2 separate regions of the Bombyx mori genome follow, and region 2 is linked to region 1. Evidence: chromatin contacts called from public Hi-C data. All regions are on one chromosome and are shown on one strand. Each heading gives the region's core, a stretch centred on a gene start, on an enhancer-like site or on the middle of the called end of the contact. The rest is flanking DNA. Distances are from core to core; before and after follow the strand shown.

Region 1 (7,031 bases), core at 1,315-3,814:
CTTAACGTTATTTATAGATTATAATTTTGGTGTAGATTGTAAAAATAAACATGCCCTGCTTTAAACTTGTTATTTACAAATAACGAAATACTCTATTCTTTAATGTATAGATTATGAACAAGAAAACTCACTGTCATGTTTATTACGGTAGATATAGGCAGGGACGTCTTAAACTAGGATGGGGCCCTTGGGCACACAAGAATTTGAGGCCCTTTTGGAAAGTAAAATTTATTATAGGTAATCAAATACAGTATGATAAAATATGTCATTAATGATATTAATGTTTTTTGGTTACGATTTCGATAACGGTTTTTTCGGGATTTCTGTTGAGCAAAATCTTTTATTCCTTGTAAATACCTTCCGATTACTGATTTCTGAAAAAAGTGTAATGTGCCCGACAAAAATGTTTTGAGAATAAACGTGTGAGAGAAATTGTCGGTCTTTCGGGGGCCCCTGAGAATGGGGGCCCTGGGCACGGGCCCCGTGTGCCCTTATGGTAAAGACGGTATTGGATATAGGTAGGTACCGAGAATTGCCCGGAATCTGTCATTTAGTATACGAAAAATGTTTTAATCTAGGCTATAAATTATTATTGGGCCAAATTTTATCCAAATCTGTTAAGCCATTTTTTCACAATTAAGTAACATAAATCGAAAAATATATTATATAATTTTAGTAACAATATTTATTTATTTATTCTGCTGATATTTATGAGCGATGTTGACTATTTACCATCACGAAGGTCTTATGCTGCTTGTAATAGCAATTGAAAAATATAGATAAATCTAAAAATGATTGCGTATATAGAACAAAACATAAATTGAAAAAAAAAATCACAATGTTTGAAAATTTGCGTTGACATCCGATTTTTAGATCTGATATTGTGATTCATTTTTAGAATGTCTCTAAGCTAGCATGTGTTAGTCAGCAAGCAAACGCTAATTGTGTTTATAAGCACGTGTTGCTAAGTATGCAACTGTCAAACTATCACAATCGTTCGCTTGAAGGTTTCGTGAATCTCGCATAATTATTTCCGTGATGACGCATGACGTGCGGTTAATGTTTAAAGATATGCCTACCGGTTGTAAACACGTTTGGCTTTCTACGCGATTCAGAATTCAAATGTAGCGCGATAAGTAAGTAAATTGTACGTCTAGTTGTGGAAAGATTATATCATGTAAGTAGCGCGAGTCAATAGCTCCGAGATGTAAACAGGAAAGTTACTCACACGCGCGGCGCCGACTTCAGTGTCAGAGGTTCGCGGGCGCCCTTAACCTCTTTCACGGCTTATCTCGCGAGATTTGACTCGTGATTTGTTTGTTTAGTTGATTGTTGACCTGCTGCTATATTTAGACCCGACAGATTGTCCTGTCTAAATTTCAATAGCTCTGCAATTGAAAATTTCCGAAAACGATACTAATTTGTATACCTATCTATACAAAAACCTTCAATCGAAATATAAATAAGTAAATGATATTGGTTTAATGATAATTTGAATGCAGGATGTTACGAGGACGAAGTTTAATGAAATGCAGTAAATGTGGTAAAAGATAATATTTTTATTAACGTATTATTATGTATTTTGTTCACATAAATGTGAAATCTTTTAACGATAAAATATAACAATGCGAACTTATCATGGTTCGATACAACATACAACATTTCTTATACATTATCTACCTATTACTCTTTTAATATCACAAATTAACTTAGATACTAAATTTTTAATTAAAGCTTTCAAGTTTGGACTTACGAGCTAAGATTTATAACCTACGCTGACTGTGAGATCTAATTTATATTTTCACATGAAACACTAAACTTAAGGGTGGGCGGACATAAGGGCGCGAGCGACTCCGAGCGGTGCTGGAACAGATGTGACCGCGGAGCCGGGTCCGCCGGCTCCATCCGGCACCGTAGTCTACCAGGGCCGCCACACAGCCGATGCTTTGGGCAGTGAGGTGTTCATGCTGCAGTCCAATGGAGTTGCTGTCTGTAGAGGCATCGGTGACGCCGGAGGAGATGGGCTCACGTAACCAGACGATGAAGAAACAGTCGAGAGAGCAGGGCTGGGAGGGCTTGCTGGTGGAGTTTCAGTGCCAGCGGCTGCTCGCTGCATTTCGTTCAGTCTGTGCCCGAGGTGGGTCATTAGTTGAGTGCCCAACCTCACGTCCACACCAGGAATTGAAGCCAGACAGCGGGAAACTTCGTTGGCGGCGTGAGTAAATCCAGCTCTGAAGCGATCCACATCCACGGTAGGGTTGAGTGACAAGCGACGCTGGCGTCTCAGCTTGTGAAGATGGCGAACGGTCAGTTCCAAGATATCAGCTTTTTCCAATTTGGCTACATTCTCTCCTTCAGATTGTAGAGCGCTGACCATCAGCTCCTTGAGTTCGTCGAGGCAGCGGTTGATGCGAGCGCGCCTCTTGCGCTCAAGCATCGGTTTCATCACTTTGCGATATTGATAAGTGCGCGAGACTGGCTGCGGACCGTCTTCCGCGACCGAATACGCGATCTCGTATGACATGTTGAATGTATGTGTGTCGTGAGTAAGAGCGTACGTTTGCGAAGAGCGTAGAACGCGGAATGCAGTATGGCGGTCGAGCGGGGGCTTATATAGGGAGTGGAGGGCGCACGATCGTGGGAACGCTGAGAGCCGTCGAGTTCCCACACGCGCCACCTGTGCGGAGCAGCTGCCGCCGGGGCGCGGGGGGACACGCGCCGCGCGTGCGCCTCGTAAACAATCGCCGCCGCGAGCGCACGCCGCGACGCCTCACCTCCCTAATTGACGTACAGATTCGCTTGCTACCGGTCATCTAAGTGTAGCTCAGATCATTCCAGCCACGTCTAGACCTCAAACAGAACTGTGGCTGTTTAAGCAATGATGTACTTACTGTACTTTTGTTGACGAAAAACTGGTTTTATTAACAACGGTGTTCGTTTATCATTTTCGAAATTTATTTCCTATTCTTCGTTAAACATATTAGTAGCCTTTAGCAGTTTTTAAATCGCCATTAATTTATCACCGATTAATTTAATTTATAAATTTATAACTTCACAGTCTGTAAGCAAGGCCAAGGGAAACGACTCCTAATTATGTCGAAAGTAAGTGCCCACTTATTTTATCGTTCCACATGCGTTTATCAATCAACCATTTCTCCATCGAGTTAAGTTTCATTACATCACGCGTGCATTTAATTAAAGTTATATCTAATTAATACTGGGGATTTGTGTACTGTCGCAACATAATATTATCGATCGGTCGGCTTTAGAGAGAGCTGCTTTACAATGGGCCCGCGTCAATTAAACTTCGATCTGGCTACTGTTGGCGTTCATCAATCACGGATTACTCTCCGTAATAATTATTGACAGGCAACAACAGCCGCAGCGCCTTAAATGAGCCGTTGCTTAATGACTTATAGTTCAAATAGTTTTGCAACGGCCTTCTGATTGAGCTTATATTGTATTCAATAAATCAGTTATGTTTGGCTTAGTCGCGAACGTTCCATTTTATTATTTGCATATGACCACCAAAGTGACCACATTAGTCATGTCGTACAACGTCATTTGTCGATCCAGAAACCAATGATCAAATTTTAGCATGGTTATAAAATATTTATACTTATGAAACATATATATTTATGGATTTGACAAAAATGTTGGCAAACAAATATTTGTTAGCTGTATGTCATTTTGATATAATGTTTATTAGAGCACATATTACTTTACCGCTTTATGTAAAAGTCTGAAAAAAATTAAACTTGTATAATTATGTGTTAAGCCAGAAATGCGCTCCATCGTATTTCATTGAAATTCTCTTAACAAGTAGGTACCTACTCACTTCGGTGGCATGGTCTGCTGATGGAGCCGGAAGCCATAAACCGAGATAGCTCTATTTTCGTTCTTTTTTTAATTCAAATAAATTATTTTGAATAAATCAATATAACGAAAATGATTCGGTAAACTTTCAACGGTGTTTAGGTATTAGATGTTTTTTTTTGGTAGACTCTGCTTGTGTGAATCAAACGCACACACGGGCCGGCGTAGAACTTCTGTCGAGTGTCGGTATATAAAAAGTATTGAATGAATTTCTTATGCCCTACTCTGGAACCTGTTAGCACGCAGAAATAGGTCGTTCTCAGACCGAGGTCAACCAGCTTACGATAATAATATTATTATGACAATGTATTGCGTATATTTGTTGGCTTTTTTAATGAAATCTTTTGATGTATCGTCTTTACGCATTAAAAGTGTACCTACAATTTTCAAAAATATTCGAAATTGAGTTAATATGCGGAATCATTTAGTATCACCAGTATTTTTCTCATAAATGAGTCGTCTATTATCAAAGGTGGCAATCTGTGCACTTGGACAAAAAAAAAATTGATATGTCAATACAGATTGATTTGAATATAATCGTCTCCTTCAAAGAATACGGTTCAAAACCTGCATTAAATAAAGGTTAATAGTTAACCTGTTATTTATCTAAGATGTCGTTCCGAAGAGTTTTGTGACTGCCAATGGAATACAAAGTCAATAATTCGTTTTTCTGATTTACCAATCATTGTCCAAAAGTCAGATTGCCGGCTTTGATAATAGTCGACTCAAATACTATAGAAAAGAGAGTAGTTTAGTTTTAGTTTTTTTTTTTTAGTTTACCTATATTTTGACTACTATTAACATAATTTATACATCATTTTATCTTACTTTAAAAGACAGATAATGTAACTGGTAAAAGATAAAAAATAAATATTGCAAAGATGATTAATATTAAAAATATCACATGTTAAATCTTTAAAACACTCTCCTGTAAAATTAGTAGGTAAGTTTTGAGATTATACAGTTTAATGCGATTAGACGATATGTATATTAAGAAAGACCTAAGTGATTTTAGTAAATTTTGATAATTCACAAGTATTATTTTAAGGTTCTTTTTCTTCTATTTTATTTTCTCAATTTTGTTATATTACTTAACTTAGCTAGGACTGACTTATTATGATTGTGTTTTGTTATTATTATACTGTGTCTTGATGTACTTGTATTTCTGCCTCCAGTCCCAGCATGGGGCCTTTTAATGGTGATAATCAAATGGTTTTACTTCACACAAAGGATACCTTCATAATACGTATTTACGAGACGACCTTCGTATCCTCATTCGTTCAAACAACTCATTAGCATTTCTCAGTAAAAATAAAAGGGCTCTCAAATTCCGTATCAAATATTCGAACATCCTTTTATTATCAGGAATGTGTATTTTTTTGTGGTTAGTGTAGCGGTGGCGTGCTGTGGGTGTGCGTCCCACGCGCGGAATCTCTGGGAACCATCCGACACGAGTTCATTATCGCCATCATATGTACTTAGTTTGCTTTCTCCAAACACCCACTTACAGACAAAATATTGCATCGCACCGGGACTCGTTTCGAATACACTGCCGGCCATTCCCCTTTCGTGAATCGAATAGCCGATTAAAAACACTTTGACGGTGTAAGTATACTTGTAAGTATACTTTGCAACTATATTTGAGACCTTAGAACTTATATCTCAAGGTGGGTGACGCATTTACGTTCTGGATGTCTATGGGCTCCAGTAACCACTTAACACCAGGTGGGCTGTGAGCTCGTCCACCCATCAAAGCAATAAAAAAAAAGTGACAGCAAATAAATAAATTTGCAGAGAATGATTAATTAACGAGTCATTAAAACGTGAAGTTTTTTAAAATTTCAAATAAACGTCCTAAGTCTACGAAATTATATTATGAAAGGTCGGTAGTTGACAAATATTAATGAAACGCGAAATATGGAGGGTAGAAGTAAAGAGTACCTTTTTGTTTAGGGGACAAGTTAGACGAATTTAGTTAAGTAAGTAAGACGAAAGTTACAAGAATAAGTGTCTACCTGTAAACCACAGATACCTTAGAATGTATGTTAGGAATACTATTGAAGACGTGAGTGGATGAAGGGGTTAAGTGGCATTTTGAAGATTTTTGTATTTTTACATATCTAAGGTGAAAATAAAGGTGCTATGTGCCTATAAACCATCTTAGACTTTAACGTTCCGGGATTTAAGGCTATTTTTAGGAGTTGCAAGTGATGAAGGAGTTACGTACCAAGAAAAAGTACATAAGAAAAGTTTGTTGCCCGTTTTCTCATAATTAACAAATTGTATTATATCCCCTTCATCCTCCCATTTATTATTATTGATAAAGTGTTCATAGATTTCACGCAAACAGTTGAAGAATTTAAATAACGGGGTTATGTCGCGTTTATCTCGCACTTCGATCACGGAAGAGTTCGGAAATTCAGTTGTTACAAAATAATGCGTACTATACACGATATAATATTAGAAAAAAAACGTTGTTAAACGAAACAAGTTAGCAGTCTCCGTATTTTGTGTTACGAATCACTGTAACGTTTAAGTTCAGTTAGCGAAGTATTGATAAACCGTGAGATTGGAATGAATGGCTAAACGTAATTGAAATATTTTGATTATTATTAATTTTACACTTTCACAGAAGCTGGTCGTTTAGACTTGGAATAATAGGGCCGATTTAAATGTACTAGAGGTCCCGCAGTAGTCGAAATTCGACTATAATTAATTGGAATTGTAAGTTTGTACACTATTATTATTGTATTTTATACTTTTATAGTCACAAATTTCGCCAAGACTACACTATAAAAAATATTAACGAAGACAAACAATATTTAATCTATTCTCAATTTGACAACAGACGTCAAGAATAAAAGTTTGACAATAAATGGTATGCATGCGTGTGTGCGTCAAATACATGGTATGTAGTGTGTGTAATGTTTTCTTTATTGATTTAATGTATCTTTTTGCATTATTTTAAAAAAATATTAACATTGTGCGCTTCTTCTCTATATTCTCTATAAGTGTGGGAAATTTCATACTCCTCCGTCCGCGCAATTTTCGTAAAAAGGGATACAAAGTTTTTGCTTCACCTATTATATATAGATTTACCTACACCATTAGCGACATTATTATTCTCATACAGATTCAAGGTATTATTATCGAGA
Region 2 (7,031 bases), core at 3,246-5,745, 400 kb after region 1:
GCTTGGCTCTGCCCCAGGCATTGCTGACGTCCGTGAGAGACGGTAACCACTCACCATCAGGAAGGCCGTATGCTCTTCTGCCTATATGGCAATGAAAAAAATCATTAAGCTCTTAATTTATTGACCAAATATAACCATCTCAAATGTATGAAAATCTTAAGTGTTCGAAATTTGAAACTTTAACTGTTACTGAAATTCTGAATGATGCTCCCATCTAGTGTTGAATAAAAGAAAAATAATAGCGACATCTATGATTGAATAGAAGACATCACTGTCAATGTAATTTTAGCAATTGAACCCGCTAGATGGCGCTTTCTTCAAAATATCTATTTAACAAATTGAAATGACTATAAACTTATAGTTTTAGAATTAAAAAATATACTTACTTAAACAGTATCATAATCAAAACATACTATAACATTGTGATAAATTAAAAAAAATAAAAATTATTGTTTTACTGTATACGATTTTTGCAAAAGTTTATGGAGTATAAAAAATGTATTCATTATTAGTTCACAACATTGAAATTCCTTCAGTATATCAACTAAATAGTGAAATTTTACTTGTAAATACTTTAGTTATTTCGTAACACTTTCCGTGAGCTGCGGTGTCCGAGTGGTTAAGGAGATGGACTTGAAATCCATTGGGTTCTACCCGCACAGGTTCGAATCCTGTCCGCAGCGGCTTTTTGTTGAAATTCGTTTCAACAATAATAATAATTCTTACACGAATCTGTAATAGAATTTCACAAAACCAACCAAAGGATTATTATTATTTTTTTTAATTACATTTTAAAGACTTAATTTTGTTTGTTAATTTAATAATTACCAGAGGTCCCGCAGTAGTCGAAATTCGATTATAATTACATAATTGGAATTGTAAGTTTGTACACTATTATGATTGTATTTTCAACGCCAAGACTACACTATAGAAAAATATTATTAAAGACAAACAATATTTAATCTATTCTCAATTTGACCATAGACGTCAAGAACAAAAGTTTGACAATAAATAAATAGTATGCATGCGTGTGTGTGTCAAATAGATGGTAGTGTGTGTAATGTTTTCTTTATTGATTTAATGTATCTTTTACATCGATCGTAGATCTACGATCGATTATCTTTTATGCATTATTTAAAAAAAATATTAGCATTGTGCTCTTTATCTCTATATTCTCTATAAGTGTGGAAATATTCATACTCCTCCGTCCGCGCAATTTTCGTAAAAAGGGATACAAAGTTTTTGCTTCACGTATTAATAGATAGATTTGAACATTGTTTGTTAAAGTATAGATTTGGTTGTAATAGAAATATCATGTTATTTGTATTAATCGTAACAATACTCTTTAAGCAGATATATATTTTAATTTCTTAATTATACGTTAATCTAGAATCCGAAACTACTGCTAGAAAATCTGGAAAATTTTCATAACAAATATTATATAAGTTTTATAATATAGTTCATATTATAAAATGTAATAGGTATAAAACACATATTATATAATAATATATAAATAAAATTATTGGAAAAAACCGTTTCATTACTGTTCTACTCTGTTATGTTTGTTTTAGTCTACAAAAGGCACCATTAATTAATAAAATGTTTACATTGATTAGTAGATTACTTGTTTTTACGAGTCTTAATTCTTTATTCCAAAACATCAAGATATTAAAAAAAACTCCTTCGAGCCGGATTTGAACCAGCGACCTATGGATTACCACAACTTTGACTCACTACAGTCCACCGCTCTACCAACTGAGCTATCGAAGGCCTACCGCCCAGAAGCGAAATTAAAGACAATACTATAATAAAATTCTATTAACAATCAGTAAAACTATGAGCGTCAATGTTAATAAACCTCATTCGGTGGAATACTTACGTCATTCGATGTTGCAACCTTATATAGCATAATTTATTTAATCAATAATTTTTTTATGAATAATGTAGATAGATGGTTATGTTATCAAAAAATCAATGTATGCGTGATTATTTTGACAAATAACTACCCAATGCTATGAATACTGGCGGATAAGTTCTAAGTTTCCAAACTTACAGCATTATGGGATATATAAAAGCTTAACAAAAATCACTCTCTCATTCCGTCTTTTGTTTTATATTCAAAAGTCAATTTTAAATCTAACCCCATCTAAATATAATTCATCTATTCTCGGCTTTGTTTGCAGAAACGGTCAAAGCTCTTGAACTCTTGAACTATTCGTTCAGAATTAAGCCGTTGAATAAGTTATTGTCAAATATATTAGGGCGCTTAAATATAAAACAAAAAAATCACATTCATATATAATAAAATAAATATTACGTAAACTATGTTTTTTTCTAGTTTTTAGTTTAGTGTAGTTTTTTTTTTATGTCCTTGTAGGCAGACGATCATACGGCCACCAGATAGTGAGTGTTCACCGTCGCCCATGGACGTCAGCAATGCCAAGTTCAGTTCAGTTCATGAAGAGCTAAGCCACTGCCTAAAAAAGCCATTGTTAAACGTAGACTGATACGGGCAATATGACGTATTGTAAGCCCGCATGAGTAGGTACCATCATCTATCCAATTTAGATTTTTCTGCTCTGAAGAGCAGAACCAGTGCTAGATTCGTGATATAGCTGGTAGAAGTACATAGCAGCATACACATAGCTGCGGACCTCACGCAAGTAACCAAAAACAACTTATAATAACCAATAATAAAAGACCCACACCTAATGTCTATTGTCATAGACAATACTGCAATTCTATAGGTACCTACATTAACTAATTACTCTAATTATAGACACTATTGGCTAGAGTATACAAACGGCATTATCACGGGTAGACTCTAGTCTACCACGCTCGCTAACCCATAGACACAGCCACACGTCATTTCGGATCCTCCCGATCCACTAACGGTGCTTTTAGGTACCTCAAGCACCGATCACCGTTCTCGCCGAACGCGTCGCTTACGACGAAGGGCTCGGCGAGTAAATTAACCCACAGACACAGCCCACTGAGCTTCTCGCCGGATCTTCTCAGTGGGTCGCGTTTCCGATCCAGTGGTAGATTCTGCGAAGCACGGCTCTTGCTAGGGTTCGTGTTAGCAACAACGTCAGGTTTGAGCCCCGTGAGCTCACTTACTCGACTGGTTACGCTAATATGGTCTCTGAAGACCATCAGCATATGTAGGAAAAAAAAGACAGCTCATTGAGTTTCTCGCCGGATCTTCTGAGTGGGTCGGAATTCCGATCCAGTCATTGATGTATCAATGGATCCAGTAGTAGATTTAACGAAACACTACTCTTGCTAAGGCATGTAGGTATATGATCCAGTAGTAGATTTAACGAAACACTACTCTTGCTAAAGCATGTATATAAGGCATAAGGAACTTCAGGGTGAAGCTAGAATAGACCTTCGAGACCTTAGAATAGAGCTGCTGTAAGAGAGCTGCAATAAAAAAAATAAAAAAGGTAGGCCAAAACAGGATTTTTTAAGCCATGGGTACCTTAGCCGGCCGAGCGAGACTGCTGTTTTGCAATACGATTAAGCCTTCGAGCTCATACCCACAGTGGGTAACAGCATTCACGATGGCTCTATGGCTCTATGGCTGATCTATGGCTCTTTAAGCCGCCAGCACTTGGAGGGTCGTGAACACATTCATTCATCTATCAACAGCTCCTACCAGATGGGTCGTCGATACAACAACACAAAGCCTATCATTATTTTTTTCGAAGCTCTCTAACTAATTCACGCCTTTTAGCTCACAGCCCACCTGGTGTTAAGTGGATACCGGAATCCATAAACATTTACATTAATTTACAATGCAAATGCCGTCACTTGAGATATAAGTTCTAAGGTGTCAAGTATAGTTACAACGGCTGCCGCACCCTTCAAACCGAAACGCATTACTGCTTCACGGCAGAAATAGGCAGGGTGGTACCTACACGTGCGGACTCAGAAGAGGTCCTACCACTAGTAAAAATTGCCTACATTATTGACTCTTTAATTATGTTACCCCAGACTAACTTAGATCTTAGAAAAGGCGTTTACACGTTCATTATCTACTAGAATAAGAGGAGATCAAGTATTAGCCGTGACTTTAGTCAGAATAATAATTGTGAGTCGCTCCATTATTAAACCCTAATAAATCCGAGCTCGAAGCAAATTGCGATCGCTTAGCGGCTCGATTACAACACGACAAACAATTTCCTGGCGAACACTTTCATCAGACTATAGCAATTGACATCACCAGAATACAGCCTCCGTAGCTTCTATTGTCAAACACATATTTAATTACGACCGTGTGCAGTGCGGCACGCGCTATCGTGTCTGCTTCAAGATCACAAGCGTCTTAAAGTGTTTACCTGAAACGAACCGTAAAGAATTGAGAATAAGTCTCGCTATTGAGCGATCAAACTAGTTCAGTTCAAACGTTTATTATAACGGCACAGGGGTGAATTTCAGCCGATTCCGTACTTTAATACGCCTGCGCAAGAACACAAGACAAGTAAGCTTCAGTCAAAGTGAGGCGGCGCGCCGGCTAGCGCGCTCGCCCGCCGACTGTTCGCGAATCCCGCCAGACACTATGTTATAGAGCATACATCAATAAAACTAACTCCCAATGTGCGTCCCGCTGTAAGGATCTTATCCGTATCCCGCCAACTGAGCGAGAGACAACACACAACCGTCTTTCTAGTCTTCCTAAAGAAAAACGTGGTCAACGTGTGACGATACCGTTGTTTTGATTAGGTAAGTTGCAATTGCCGGTTTAAGGTCGAATGTCGCCCTTGGACAATGCCGGTCTGAATATACGTGTCGCAAATTGAATGCGTGCATGCAACAAAATCATTCAGAAAATTGCCTACTCAAATGCTACCTGAGTTCAGTCATCATTATTGACCATCAAGTTTGCCCATTTGACGTAAGGACGCGCACTATGATCGAAATTCGACCACAATTAATTGACACCTCAAGACCTAAGTAGATTCATTTTATGTACCACTTTCTCCTTTGTTCTGGTTTTGAAAAAATAGAATACTCGCGATTTGAAGAATTATTTACGTTGGTAACACTATGAAAAAAAAACGGTTGGCAAGAAACAAGAATTGGTACTTAGGTATTTCGTCTCCGCCTTTTTAAATATAAATAAAATCGAGATTCGCCACGCATTACTTTGCTGGAGTTCGACATAACCCGCTCTATTATGCCTCTCGACCGGATGTCCATAAATGGATTTTCCCTAGCGTTAGAAAAAAAGGATATCTCGGCACTTTTGTAAATTTAATTTATCAACACGAGTTACGTAACTGTTGTAATAAAGATATCTGCAAAACAAATATTGTGCTATGAAGGATTTCGAACGTAAATTTAAATCTGTCTTTAAATATCTTTGAAGCAAAGGAGTTTTCCAATTAATAAATACGACAACCATAATAATTTTATAGTTACAAAAACATTTTGAAATCGGAATGCTTATTAAATCATAAAGTTATTTAATAAATCCATACAACTTGTTTCTCGTGATCGTAATCAGAAAAGGCAGTAGACAGGTATATGTAATATCTGGATCATGTAACTTTCTCTGACCTCGTGGCCTAAGGAAATGGGATTGTACGATCATTGTGTTTTTTTTATATATTAATACAGAAAAGAAACTACCTTATATAGCAGCGTACTAATGTAACCGTTTCCGAGTTATGTAATATTCTTATTAAAATAATAAGAATATTTTTTTTTTTTTAACTTTTTATATTTTATACGAAACAATCAGTACACTTCATATTCAATACAGAAGTCGTATATTAAACAGGTTAATTCGAAATAAAAATACAGTCATGCTGAGTCATTATACCTACCCGCAGCCCGTTATTTCACAAGGTATTCTTTTCCAAGAAGCGTAGTTGGACGTGCAGGGTAAGTCATACACTGCCCACTTAACTAACGACTTGCCATCTGTGATAATTTGAATACGTATTCAAGTATAACATAAATGATTTTACCTTGACGTCGTAAATGAAAAGTTTTATCTGAACATCTAAATTACAACACAGACTTGTCTGTAATATAATACAATATTAGCATTTTTTTCAGTTTTCGCGATACACTAAATTAAAACTACGTTTTGTCGATTTATTTTATTGTCGGTCGTAATCCGGTTTAACCCGGTATAAAACACGGTTTCACTCTAACGTGAAAAGAAAATTTCCCCAAAACCCTCATATAACACGGTCCTTCTACAACACGATATTTGTTTAAAATTATTTAGAAATTTTACTGTTTATTTTTTATTTATAATAGATAAAAAATACATACGGGCATAGTTGAGATGTTTTATTCAGAAAAATTACTCTCCTTTTTGTACTGGCTTCTATTCTCTTATAACACAGTTGTTTTGAGATTTTGTGAGAACGTATTTACCGTGTAACAGGACCTTTACTACATACATTGTTGTGGTTCACGGACGAGAGTGGTCCTGGGCCAAGGAAGGTCAAGTAGGTACCTGGGAGACCCTGGGTGCATCGATGACATTCCGCCGAACTCACAAACACGAACTCGGCAAAGAGATCGACGTGCAACCTAACCTAAACCTCAGCCCGCTGAGCTTCTCGCCGGATCTTCTCAGTGGTACGCGAGTCCGATACTAGATTCATTCGTGAAGCAATTGCTCTTGAGTTGTTAGATCTCCTTTGGAGGTACTCGGGTAGCTCTTAGCAAATCCCACCCCTCCTGGCTGAGCCCTTGCTCACCCAGCTGTCCTGGTGAAACTGGAAAGGCCTCCGGGCCACCAGTAATCCCTCAAACATAAAAAAGGACGATTGTCGTATAGGAAAGCTTCGATTTTTTTTTATTGCTTAAGGTGGGTGGACGAGCTCACAGCCGACCTGGTGTTAAGTGGTTACTTGGGCCCATAGTCATCTACAACGCCACCCACCTTGAGATATAAGTTCTAAGATGTCAGTATAGTTACAACGGCTGCCCCACCCTTCAAACCGAAACGCATTACTGCATTACTGCTTCACTGCTTCGGTGGAGTACCTACCCGCGCGGACTCA

Evidence for each region. Hi-C and Micro-C count contacts between places; a contact is called where the count stands out from the background.
Region 2: a contact with region 1 is called in a Hi-C map of whole pupa, with 2.0 times the contacts expected there. The contact joins the promoter of LOC101746018 here to the promoter of E(spl)mbeta in region 1. A contact is called at or near these places in 2 of 7 Hi-C or Micro-C datasets (posterior silk gland and whole pupa).

What each region holds. Positions count from the first base shown.
Region 1 is chr3:10,070,865-10,077,895 of ASM3026992v2, forward strand. It overlaps E(spl)mbeta (enhancer of split mbeta), which reads right to left and starts at 2,565. Exons shown (of 1, transcript NM_001170995.1): 1 at 1,541-2,565. The coding sequence starts at 2,524. The coding sequence ends at 1,919. The region is part of intron 1 of LOC100302603 (enhancer of split mbeta-2); the gene reads left to right.
Region 2 is chr3:10,467,726-10,474,756 of ASM3026992v2, forward strand. It overlaps LOC101746018 (protein split ends), which reads left to right and starts at 4,496. Exons shown (of 8, transcript XM_012695226.4): 1 at 4,496-4,728. TRNAS-UGA (transfer RNA serine (anticodon UGA)) reads left to right here and starts at 602; the gene lies at 602-683. TRNAY-GUA (transfer RNA tyrosine (anticodon GUA)) reads right to left here and starts at 1,770; the gene lies at 1,680-1,770.